4 separate regions of the Sus scrofa genome follow, and regions 1, 3 and 4 are each linked to region 2. Evidence: chromatin contacts called from public Hi-C and HiChIP or PLAC-seq data. All regions are on one chromosome and are shown on one strand. Each heading gives the region's core, a stretch centred on a gene start, on an enhancer-like site or on the middle of the called end of the contact. The rest is flanking DNA. Distances are from core to core; before and after follow the strand shown.

The links. A called contact is a pair of places that touch in the nucleus more often than the background predicts. HiChIP or PLAC-seq counts read pairs in DNA pulled down with a chosen protein or histone mark.
Region 1: a Hi-C map of mesenteric adipose tissue shows a contact between it and region 2, with 1.5 times the contacts expected there. The contact joins two enhancer-like sites. A contact is called at or near these places in 3 of 47 Hi-C or Micro-C datasets (embryonic fibroblasts, heart right ventricle and mesenteric adipose tissue).
Region 3: a contact with region 2 is called in a Hi-C map of skeletal muscle, with 4 times the contacts expected there. The contact joins two enhancer-like sites. A contact is called at or near these places in 2 of 47 Hi-C or Micro-C datasets (both in skeletal muscle) and 1 of 2 datasets of contacts at active chromatin or transcription factors (skeletal muscle).
Region 4: a contact with region 2 is called in an H3K27ac HiChIP or PLAC-seq map of skeletal muscle, with 12 times the contacts expected there. The contact joins two enhancer-like sites. A contact is called at or near these places in 3 of 47 Hi-C or Micro-C datasets (epiblast stem cells, psoas muscle and subcutaneous adipose tissue) and 1 of 2 datasets of contacts at active chromatin or transcription factors (skeletal muscle).

What each region holds. Positions count from the first base shown.
Region 1 is chr15:136,466,369-136,469,068 of Sscrofa11.1, reverse strand. All of the region lies in intron 1 of LOC106506421 (a long non-coding RNA gene), which reads right to left. Among named protein-coding and RNA genes, the nearest start is that of ACKR3, 97 kb to the right of the region's middle. Within about 2 kb of position 1,403, at least 14 of the 83 cell types and tissues checked have an H3K27ac peak or open chromatin away from gene starts, as enhancers often do. A contact at or near this core is called in mesenteric adipose tissue, where this site is marked.
Region 2 is chr15:136,185,764-136,188,463 of Sscrofa11.1, reverse strand. All of the region lies in intron 15 of IQCA1 (IQ and AAA domain-containing protein 1), which reads left to right. Among named protein-coding and RNA genes, the nearest start is that of ASB18, 71 kb to the right of the region's middle. Within about 2 kb of position 1,378, at least 17 of the 83 cell types and tissues checked have an H3K27ac peak or open chromatin away from gene starts, as enhancers often do. A contact at or near this core is called in mesenteric adipose tissue and skeletal muscle, where this site is marked.
Region 3 is chr15:136,544,694-136,547,393 of Sscrofa11.1, reverse strand. No RefSeq gene overlaps it. Among named protein-coding and RNA genes, the nearest start is that of ACKR3, 180 kb to the right of the region's middle. Within about 2 kb of position 1,328, at least 14 of the 83 cell types and tissues checked have an H3K27ac peak or open chromatin away from gene starts, as enhancers often do. A contact at or near this core is called in skeletal muscle, where this site is marked.
Region 4 is chr15:136,638,212-136,640,911 of Sscrofa11.1, reverse strand. No RefSeq gene overlaps it. Among named protein-coding and RNA genes, the nearest start is that of COPS8, 190 kb to the left of the region's middle. Within about 2 kb of position 1,376, at least 3 of the 83 cell types and tissues checked have an H3K27ac peak or open chromatin away from gene starts, as enhancers often do. A contact at or near this core is called in skeletal muscle, where this site is marked.

The DNA.
Region 1 (2,700 bases), core at 154-2,653, 280 kb before region 2:
CCGCTCCCTTTCCTCCGAGCTCGCGGGCTCTGCACAGGAGAGAGGCCGAGACAGCATGTCTGAGCTTTAACTCAGGCTGAGCGAGGGTCCTGCGAGGATGCTCGGGAGTCTGCTCTCTGAAGTCTGCGGCCTTCCATTGCCCTTCAAGAGAAATCAGACTCTGATCCTTGAATATTTAGGAAGCCGCTGGACTCGGAGGTCTAGGGAGCCCCTCGTGTCAGCAGACATCCGTGTCTGGCTGGAGGGGAGAGGAGAGGGCCGAGTCCCTCAGGGGATCGGGACGCGGTTGGTGCAAGGTGGCAGCACAGCCGGCCCTCCTGATTTCCCGAAGCGCTGGTCCCAGGAGCTCATTAAACAGGATGTGACCGGATGATAACTGTGTCTCCTAGAGACACTGAGTCCCACGTCCCTCCGTGGTCCCCCCCAGTCCCCGCAAGGACTCGGCGTCATCGCCTCCTGGGGGCTTCCTGGGTCCACCCAGGGAGGGGGCACAGAACAGCTTGGAAGCCCTGCTCTTTGGTACCTGGGTGAGTGTGTCATCACCCCCAGTAACAGACCAGAATCTCTCATCACCTTTGCAGTGAAGCAGCAGCAGGCACACCTATGACCTACTCAGTGGGAGCTTTTAGTTTTGTTTCCCCGTGAGAACGAAGCACGCCTGAGAGCATCCTGTTCCCCCAGTTTTCCGGCTGCCGGAGGAAACGTGCAGTGGCCCCCTCCTTGTTCCTGCCAGCCCTGGGCTGATCTCAGCATGAACCCCAGTCACACCTTTTCCATGTCATGTCTGCAGCACACAGGTTCATTGGACAGGAAGCATCGCCTCTTCCTGCCTGTGAGCCTCTTACCCCCAACCTGAGGCTGTGCCGGACCGAAGAGGTTGGCCCAGCCCAGCTGCAGAGCAAGCCAGGGGCACCTCCTACCACTAGCAGACAGGGTCTTGAACCTCTGCTGCTGCTGAAATTGCCCTTGAGTGAGCTCTGCCAACCTGAGACCTGGGTCCCCACCCGGCTGAGCCTCTGTGCACGTGCAAACACACATACACGTGCATACACGCACACGTGGTCCCGGCCAGGCTTGCTCACCCCAGGCCTGGATTGTGGCCTTTGGAGTCCGGCTGGATCCGGCCCCTGCTTGAGCTCTAGTCCACTTGGAAGAGGCTCAAATCCCCTACTGCTCAATGAACCTCTTTTTTGTTGTTGTTGTTAAAAAAGATGAAACTTGGCAGCACAGCGCGTATCCTTTCCTTTTATTATTCGTAGAAAACAGACATTTTGATTTTAAACGTTAACATCCCGAAATTTGAAGCAGCAGATTTTTAGCATTTCAACAATGCTCATGGATTCCATTCCACTGACACCAACAGGCTAGTAACTTATTCCGCATCAAAAAGGCAAGACGTCCCAGGCCAGGCTGTCACACTCAGGCTAGGCTTTGTGTTTGGCATGTCTCTGCCCTCTCCCCAGCACCCCCAGCAGGCTCTGGGCTGCATCTTTCATCGAGTGTCCCACCTCACTGCGTCCTCTGCCGAGTGTCCCCTCTCCGGGCGGTCATCCCTCCGTCCCTCCACTTAGCCAGAGTGGATGCTGGAACCACTGGTTTCCCAGCTGGTCACTGACTTGAGGGGTGGCAAGCCCAAAGGAAAGATAAGCTGGAATCCAAAACTGTCCCCATCAGCCCCCAAGTGCCATCACTGCCCAGAGGCATCTTCCCCACAGCCTCCCACACCTTGGTTTGGGGACACCCCAGTGGCATCCATGTGACCTGAGGTGGACGCGAGGGATGCGGAGAGTGCAGCTCAGGGAGGATGGCAGCAATGGGAGCTCAGTGCCTGGGGTGGGGGGTGGGGAGCGCTGTGATGGGGGCACGAGCACATACACGGAGAGTGGCTCCTCCTCAAATGGGGTGTGGAGGAGCTGCAGGAGGGGGCATGAGCGCTGAGTCCTGCCAGGGGTGGATATACACAGGCGTGAAGATGCTCTCAGAGATTATTTTTTAATTAAAGTGTAATTAATTTACAATGTGTTAGTTTTAAGCGCACAGCAAAGTCATTCATTTGTACATATATATACTTTTTCTGATTCTTTTCCATTATAGTTATTATAAGGTAGTAAGTATATCTCATAGATTATTTATAACAGCAAACACACATGAAAAGTTAGTTTGTCACAGGGCTGCTAGGACAAAGGCCCACAGGCCGGGTGGCTCGAAGCAACAGAAGTTCATCATCCCAGCCCTGGAGCCTGGGAGCCTGGGAGCCTGGAAGCCTGAGATCACAGTGTCAGCAGGACTGGTTTCCTCTGAGGCCATGAGGACAGCTCTCTTCCTGCTCCTCTCCTTGGCCTCTGGACACCATCATCCTCCTGTGTCTCTCACCACATCATCTTCGTCCTCCCTCTGTGGGTGTCTTTCTCCGTGAACACATTTCCCCCTTCTGCTAAGGATGTCAGTGGTTGGATAGGGGCCACCCTGACGACTTCATTTTAACTTGATTTCCTCTCTAAAGACCCTGTCTCCAAGTAAGGTCACATCCTGAGGGTTAGGACTCCAACATATGAATCTGGGGGAGACACAATTTAACCCATAACGAGGGCCAGTTGCAACCATGAACTGAACAGTATAAGTTATAAACTATTCAGGAGATGCTTAAGGACCTTCTATGTCAATATGGGAAATGCTTGGGTTGTGAAGGGCAATGATATA
Region 2 (2,700 bases), core at 129-2,628:
GAGGCCACTGAGTCCTGGCCTGACTGAGAGCAGCTGTGGGGGTTGCTTTTAATTAACCAAAGGAAAGCAGGATATTATGCTCGTGCTGGCCCATCAGTGCCAGGAAGCCCCGGCGCAGTCCTGTGACGTGCACGGGGGTTGCAGCAGCTTGAGAGCAGCAAAATGCAGTTAGGAGGCACCTGCTGGAGAAGGCGAACCAACAGGAGGGCCCGGTTACTCGTCCCGTCTTCTTATGGAGAATCCCTCCCAGCAAATTTGTCTCTGTAGAGCCAAGAATGCACCACTTAGGAAACATCAGACATCGCTTCTGGCTGGAGGTGTTCACTGCACCCACAGCACCCTGTACCCATGAAAACACGTCTTTGAAACGAGTCTCTGATTTGCTTCCCAAGCACAAATTCAAATCCACTTTGCTCCTGTCCGTGGGGAGGGTTCCTTTATTTACACACAATCACTCCAATGGGCTCCTCGAAGACATGCATTGAGGAGGCCACCAGTGGCTCAGCGGTTAAGGATCCGGCATTGTTACTGCTGTGGCTCCGGTCGCTGCTGTGGTGCGGGTTCAATTCCTGGCCTGGGCAGTTTGGGCATGCTGCAGGCTCGGAAGAAAAGACGTGTTTACTCTACAAGTAAACAATGGTCATTTAAAATTCTCTTCTACTAAAGCTGTAGGTGGAAAGAATATACATCTGTTTAGCTAGGAAATATTAGAAATATTTCTAACAATTAAGAAACATGAGATATTTAATAGGTATTTTGTGGGCAAAAGAAGTTATGAAGGCATGGCACCAGCCTCGCGGGGTATGTGCAATGGTGAATCGGGGATGGAGGAGCGGGAAGGATGCTTGGTCTCCGCTGGGAGTCTGGCACCTTCTAAGGGGTTTTATACACCCTCCCCCTTTTAATTGCCCCACTCCCTGATAGGCAGGGATTAAGGTCTCCATTTGACAGACAGGAACACTGAGGCTCAGAGTGCTTACTGTGACCCAAAGTACCAAAGAAGGATTTAAGCCTCAGTCTGGCTCTGAAGCTGTCACCTGGCCCCCAGCTGGCCTCTGGGGAGCAAAGGCTGTGTCCTGCCTCGTGGTGGCCTGAGGGCAAGGTCATGTCTGCTGGGGACATTTCAGCCTGAGAAAGCGACGAAAATGGAGGCCACAGCATCCTGTCGGCAGCTCCCACCGGGTTCCCCGTCTTCCTGATCCCCCTCCCGACCATCCCGGCCACCCATGAGAAGGCTGAGAGAAGCCAGCGGGGCCCAGGACAACAGGCCAGAGCAGAGCGTGTGCATCCCGGGCCCTGGGCCTGGGGAAGGACGTCCCCTCCTTCCTGGAGTCCTGGCTTCCTGCCTTTGTAAGAGCTCTGGCCGCGGAGGGCTGGAGCCAGAGGGAGGCTTCAGAGGTCAGGGCTGATGAGACTGCCCAGCCAGGGTCCAGGCCACGAGGCCCGTACAGGCTGGCAGATCGGACAGAAGGGAGCCAAGGTGCTGCTCGTGCCTCGGCACCACCCACCGGGGCTCCTTGCCAGGCTCACGGCCAACAGCCCGTGGCAGAAGGCCAAGCGTTCCTGCCCAGATGTGCTGGTGTAAACAGCTGGACCAGGAGTCGGACGATGGGGAGCCCGGCCAGGACCGTTTCTGTAGCTCACAGAGACTTCTGCTCCTGCTTAGTAACCCAAACAAAGACATCGCTGCTATTCGTGGGTAGATTTTTTTAAAACACCCACACAGATGGATAGTAAATGTAATAAATATGTTAGTCCCGCCTTTACAAGGTGAAATTCAATCAGGATAAACCAAAGACCTACACCTGACCCCCAAAAAGCAGCTGCTCGGGTGAGAGAAGGGGGGGGATGTGGAGAGGGGGGATGTGGAGAGGGGGGAGGAGAGGGAGGGAGGGAAACAGAATTTCGCCCTTTTGTGCAGCTTCAGGCATGAAAATAAAGGAATTGGGGGCTGGTGCCCGTGAGCCCTGAGTGGGCTGTTGTCGGAAAACCAGGCAAACAGGTATCAGGGCTGTTCTCTAAGCCAGACTTCCTATTTTAGAGCAGTCTTGGGCTCCCAGCAGAACCGGGCCGCAGCCTCAGCGCGTTGCCAGGTCCCACGGCCGCACGGAGGATGGGGCGGCCCCAGACGGCAGGTGCCTGGGGCGCCGTCTGCAGTGAGCGGACCGGGCTGTCATCTCGGTGAACGTGGTGGGCATCTGCTCTTGGTCTGTGCTGGGCGATGCGGACGAGCTGGGCCCAGGTCCGTGTCACAGGCCTTAAAGAATTTTCAACCACATTGGAAAGGCTTAGGGCAGGGGTGCCGGAAAGGTGCCCGGTGGGGGGAGTGCAGCCCGGCACCAGGCGTTGACCCTTGTGCTTCTGAGTTGGCATAGAGTTGGAGCAGGCGGCTGTGAACCCATGAGGTTGGCGTAGCTGGGAGTGGGCTGGCCGAAGGGGTACCAGGGGACCGTCTGGACAATCTGTAAGCCTGACACCTGTCACCATCCAGCTGCCTTCCCCTCGAATTTGCCTGACCATCAGCAGTGGCATCAGCATGTTTCTGTCACCAGCGCTGACCTGGTCGCCCCAGATCACCTGTCACAGTCCATCGACTGGGCCTGAATCCCCCCCGCCCCCACTGCCCCAATCCTCTCCTCTGCCTTGGTTTATCTGACTCTTCAATCCATCCCTGCTCTTCCTGTGATTGTCATTTATGGT
Region 3 (2,700 bases), core at 79-2,578, 360 kb before region 2:
CTTTTGTTTCCCTCTACAGCTTCATTGCAGGAGCAACTAAGGACACTGATTTTCACTAATATTTATTACATACCACCGTGCATCAGGGAGAGATCTAGGCACTTTTTTTCTCTATTCACTTAGTCCTCACAACAACTCTGTAAGAAAAGCTATTATGATACTTACTCTAAATATGATCAAACAGAAGTTCAAAGTTCAAAGACAGCTGTCTGACCACGCAGATGGTTCGTGAAGACCCAGTCCCTTGCCTGCAAGCCCACAGCTCCTCTGGCCTGCCCCAGTGGGGGGTCAAGGCAGGACAATACAGAAGGTCGCTCTCACAGCACGTCAGCTGCCACGAAGGCAGGTGACAGCATGGCCACTTTCGGGAAAAGAAAAAGGACAAAACGTCCAGGGCCTCCACGTGAACCATGGAGGGATAGGGCAAGAGTTTCTCGTGCACCGTGAATGGACAACCGGCCAGTGATGAGCCAGGGCCTGGGCAGGGCCAGGAGCAGATGGGACAAGAGAGGGGACAGGGGTGCATGTGTGGGACCTGCCCTGAGCCGCGTCCCTCAAGCGTTAAGGTTGAGGGAGACCAGGGGCCACTCCCTGGTCAGAAGGGCTCATGCCGGGAGAGGTCAGTAAGGGCTGCTCAGGGCTGCTCCAGTGTCCCTGAAGACATGTGGCCCTGGCTGGCGGAGGCCTTTATAGGGTACCCAGAGTGTCCACCGAGGCAGGACTGTGTTTCAGCAGATAAACAGAGGGCAGCACAACTTTTTAATTAAGCTGGACTCATCACTGCCCACCAGAGACTCTCGCCCCAAATAGATGCCTCCCTTTGCAATTAGAGGAAACTTAGCCCAGGCAGGGGATGTATTTAATGTCTAAGAATAGCTTGATAAATTGCAAGGGATGCATTTCAGAAGGAGGAGGAGAGGAGAGCTGAACATGAGCGGATACCATCCATGTGCGTTTTTAAACCGAAAAGGATTACACCAGACATTTGACCTCAAAACCCAACCCTTCCCACTCGAAAGCTAAAGTGAAATTTTACTGTTTTCACTCACTTGGGCATTTTTTCAAAAGAAGGCCTTGAGTCACTGCTGGCAAAGGTTTTAAAGAGCCTGTCAATTAATCCAGTGCCCCTCCCCCGCCCACCAGACCGGGACAGTGACAGATGGCATCTGTGTCGACTTCAGCAGGGCTTTTGATTTTGTTCCACATGGTTTACTCATCAAACCCAAAAGAAACAGGCCTCCGCCCCCCAGCTCGGAGGTGGCACGGAGGGGCCGGCACATTGGCTTCCGCATTTTATCAGCGGCCCAACGCCCTCGGCTGGGGCTCCCCAGAAAAGGATGTGATGCAGAACCAGTGACATGGCCCTTCTCTTTCTCGGGCCTCGCGGGGCACCCACGGGAAGTGGGGAGGGCTGAGCAGGGAGAGAGAAGCCAGGCTCACGACAAGGGCCACCCCGGGGACGTGGTTTCCTGGGACAATGGAGGCACAGACCTGCTTCCGTCTGAGCTTGGAAACTGGTCTAAGACGGAGCAAAAGATGTGGCTGAGCGGGGATCAGGCACTGCAGGCTGCCGGGGAGACCCGGGAGGGGAGGGGTCCTGGCGACTTTGTCACTAGTACTGTCTCTTTTCTTTTCTTTTTTTCTTTTCTCTTTTTTCTTTTTAATATTTTATTTTATTTTATTATTTTATTTTATTTGTTTTGTTTTGTTTTGTTTTGTTTTATTTTATTTTATTTGCTTTTTAGGGCAACACCCAAGGCATATGGAAGTCCCCAAGCTAGGGGTCCAATCGGAGCTGCAGCTGCCAGTTTACACCACAGCCACAGCAGCACCGGATCTGAGCCATATCTGCGACCTACGCCACAGCTCATGGGAGCGCCGGATCCTTAACCCACTGAGAGGGGCCAGGGATTGAACCCAAAACCTCATGGTTCCTAGTTGGATTCATTAACCACTGAGCCACGTGCAAAACTAAGGGGGCTGGGGGGACGTGGGGGAGGTACGCCATGGCCTTTGGGGTGGCTAATCTTTGCCAGGAACGTCTCCTTCTCTGGTTCAGGGAGGCGGCACCCAGCACAGACCCAGGAGGCTGCGTGGTGTCTGGAAGCAGGGGAAAGAGGCCCAAACCACAGCCCAGCTCTGCCCCTCACACAGAGGTCGTGGTTCTAGGCACAGAAGCAGGACACGTCTGCTTGGTCATTCATTCATTCAGCCACTCATTCGCTCATTCACTCACTCCACCTGTGTCTCCTGCCCAGAGGAGATCTGGGGTTGACCCCCACAGGGTCTCAAACTCACCTGCCCAGAGAGTGTAGACAGGTAGGGGACTGGGTCAAGCAAGCCCAGGGGAGGACAATGGTTAGTGGCCCTCTAACCCAGCTGGCGGTGCCATGCGGGGAGGCCTCGGAGTCCCCATCGTCAACTTCCAGGAAAACCCGATTTCAGATCTGCACGTGTTGCCCAGTGAAAGTTAGCTACCAAAAACTACCCCCCTTCCGCCCCCCGCCAGGTGGCCCAAACCACACCTCTCTGTGAACTCAGTTAGGTGGTCAGTTCACAACTCCTGCCCCCGCCACAGGTCCTACGGTCTCCCGGCCCCCTGGGACGCACGTCCCCAGCGTCCTACTTCACGGTCAGTGCTGGGTCACGGGTCACCGGCACCACTGCCTTGGAATGCTGAAGGACTGGAGGCCCACGTCA
Region 4 (2,700 bases), core at 127-2,626, 450 kb before region 2:
GCTGGCAGCTACAGCTCCAATTTGACCCCTAGCCTGGGAACCTCTATATGCCGTGGGAGCAGCCCTAGAAAAGGCAAGAAGACAAAAAATATATATATATTCCTTTAGAAGAAATGACTTTAATATAAGAAATATATATAAAGGAAATACTGTGTGTATGAGGTAGATAGATATGAAATACTATAAATAAACACTTTAATTATGTCCTCCAACGAGTGGCTAAAAATACTTACTGGCTACCATCCAGTTATTATCCCTTGGGTTTATTTATTTATTTATTTATTTATTTTGTCTTTTTGCCTTTTCTAGGGCCGCTCCATGGCACATGGAGGTTCCCAGGCTAGGGGTCTGATCAGAGCTGCAGCCGCTGGCCTACGCCAGAGCCACAGCAATGCGGGATCCGAGCCGTGTCTGCGACCTACACCACAGCTCACGGCAACACCGGATCCTTAACCCACTGAGCAAGGCCAGGGACCAAACCTGCAACCTCATGGTTCCTAGTCAGATTCGTTAACCACTGAGCCACGACGGGAACTCCTCCCTTTGGTTTATTTTTAAAAAATCAATCTACTGGCTATTTAGTCAGCACATGACCTGTACATGTCAAAAGTTCATTCTGACATTTTAAAATACATTTAGTAGTTAAGTTGATTGAATCAATGTTATCTTGTAGATACGTTGCCTCAATTTCCTCCCCAGGGTCAAAAATAGACCAAGTCCTGGGAACACGTGGACGGGTCCCCACACCTCAGAGGACTGGTCCATTAGTGTCATCAGGCTGCGATTATCAGCCCCAGAGACAGAACAGCAACACCTGTCATGGATCCACAGAGGCTCCGGACAAAGGCACACCTGAGCTGGACCCCAGCTCGGCCTCGCTGTGCCTGGGTGACTTTGGGCCTGTTGTTTAAACTCTCTGACCTCAGTTTTCCAATCTGTAAAATAGGGATGGTAACACCAAGGTCATTGTGCTGTGTTATTTATTTATTTACTAAATAAATAACAACTGTGAATGAAAAAGCAATGCATTGCCTACCCCACACAGCATAGCTGACCCCAAAACAGGCCCAAGCATCCACCCTGACCGCTGCAAACAGCTGTGCACTTGGAGAAGCAGGTGTCACACGGTTGTGTGATGCCAGCAGCCGGGGCAGCCAGGTGACCCCCAAACAAAGGACTGTGGAAACGCGCGGTGTCCGCGTGTGTGCGCTCACGGTCTGTGCAGGCGGCCGCCCAGAGCTAGGACGTCGTGAGGAAGCAGATTTGCAAACAGACTCAGATTCCCATGCAAAGGAATGAGAGGCTCAGCAGATGTGGCCCCTTTGGCTGCTGCTCCCTCCCTGGCTGTGCCTGGCCTGCTTTCCCTGTACACTCGCCTCCTGCTGGCCTGCCCCCAGAGGCCTTGGCAGGCCTGCTTTGCTGGGCTTAAGTGTGACCTTCCCTGACCCCAAGGTCGCCTGAGATGTCACCTCGGAGACTGCCAGACCTCCCTGGAGCTGACCTTCCATACACATTTCCAGACTGTTAGCATCCGGCCCAAACACCCGTACACTCACAGGAACTCCCTCACTTAGATTTAAGAAATATATTTAGCAGACAGATTTCATTTCATGGGTGAGTATTTCGGGCGAAGCTCTCCCCGTGATGCCCAAAAGGTAAACGTGACATTCAAACTGGCTTTTTGGTGTCAGCTACAGCTGACTTAGAGTTTGAGTCTAATGTAATCGAGGCCGCCAACAAATTACTGGCAGCAAAGCGACAACAAGCCCATTACCTTCGGGACAGCCAGTCAATAATTCCACAAAGTGGGATCGCTTTGGGTTTTTAGCCTGTTTTCAAAATAAGCCTCCAATCTGTTTGGATTCACAGGTTGTGTCACCCTCAGCCAGCAGGCAGGTCCCAGCACTGGGTGAGCACATAATCTCACAGGAATAAGACACACAAATGAATGCAGAGCAGTGTGGTTAAAGGGTTACACTGATTGAAACCAAGGGCCTGAACGACTGACCTGGGCAATCGGAGGGCAGAAGGGTGTCTGTGCTCAGATCATTCTCCAAAGGAGGTCATTTTGCCTCTAGGTCTGTGTTCACTGGATGAAGCACAGCTAATCGGTGCCATCGGCTCATTGAGGATTTGGAAGCCAGCACACCCTAGTGGATTAGATGGGAATTACAGGTCAAGTTGGCTCAGGATCATGACACCTTGACATGATTCTCTGTAAAAGGGAACACTGCAGAAGGGAATGAAAACTGGTGCCACCACTATGGAGGACAGTATGGAGGTTCCTTTAAAAACTGAATATAGAACTACCATACGATCCAACAATTCCACTCCAGGGCATAGATCCAGAGAAAACTCTAATTTGAAAATATACATGCACCCCAAACTTCATTGCAACACTATTCACAATAGCCAAGACATGAAGCAACCTAAATGCCCATCAAGAGAGAAATGGATGAAGAAGACATGGTACATGTCAACAATGGAATATTACTCAGCCATAAAAAATAATGAAATAATATCATTTGTAGCAACGTGGATGGATGGACTTAGATTATCATACTAAGGGGAGCAATTCAGAGAGAGAAAGACAACTATGATATCATTTATATGTTGAATCTAATAAAAATAATAGAAAAGAACTATTTAAAAAACAGAAACAGGAGTTACCGTTGTGGCTCAGTGGTTAACAAATCTGAC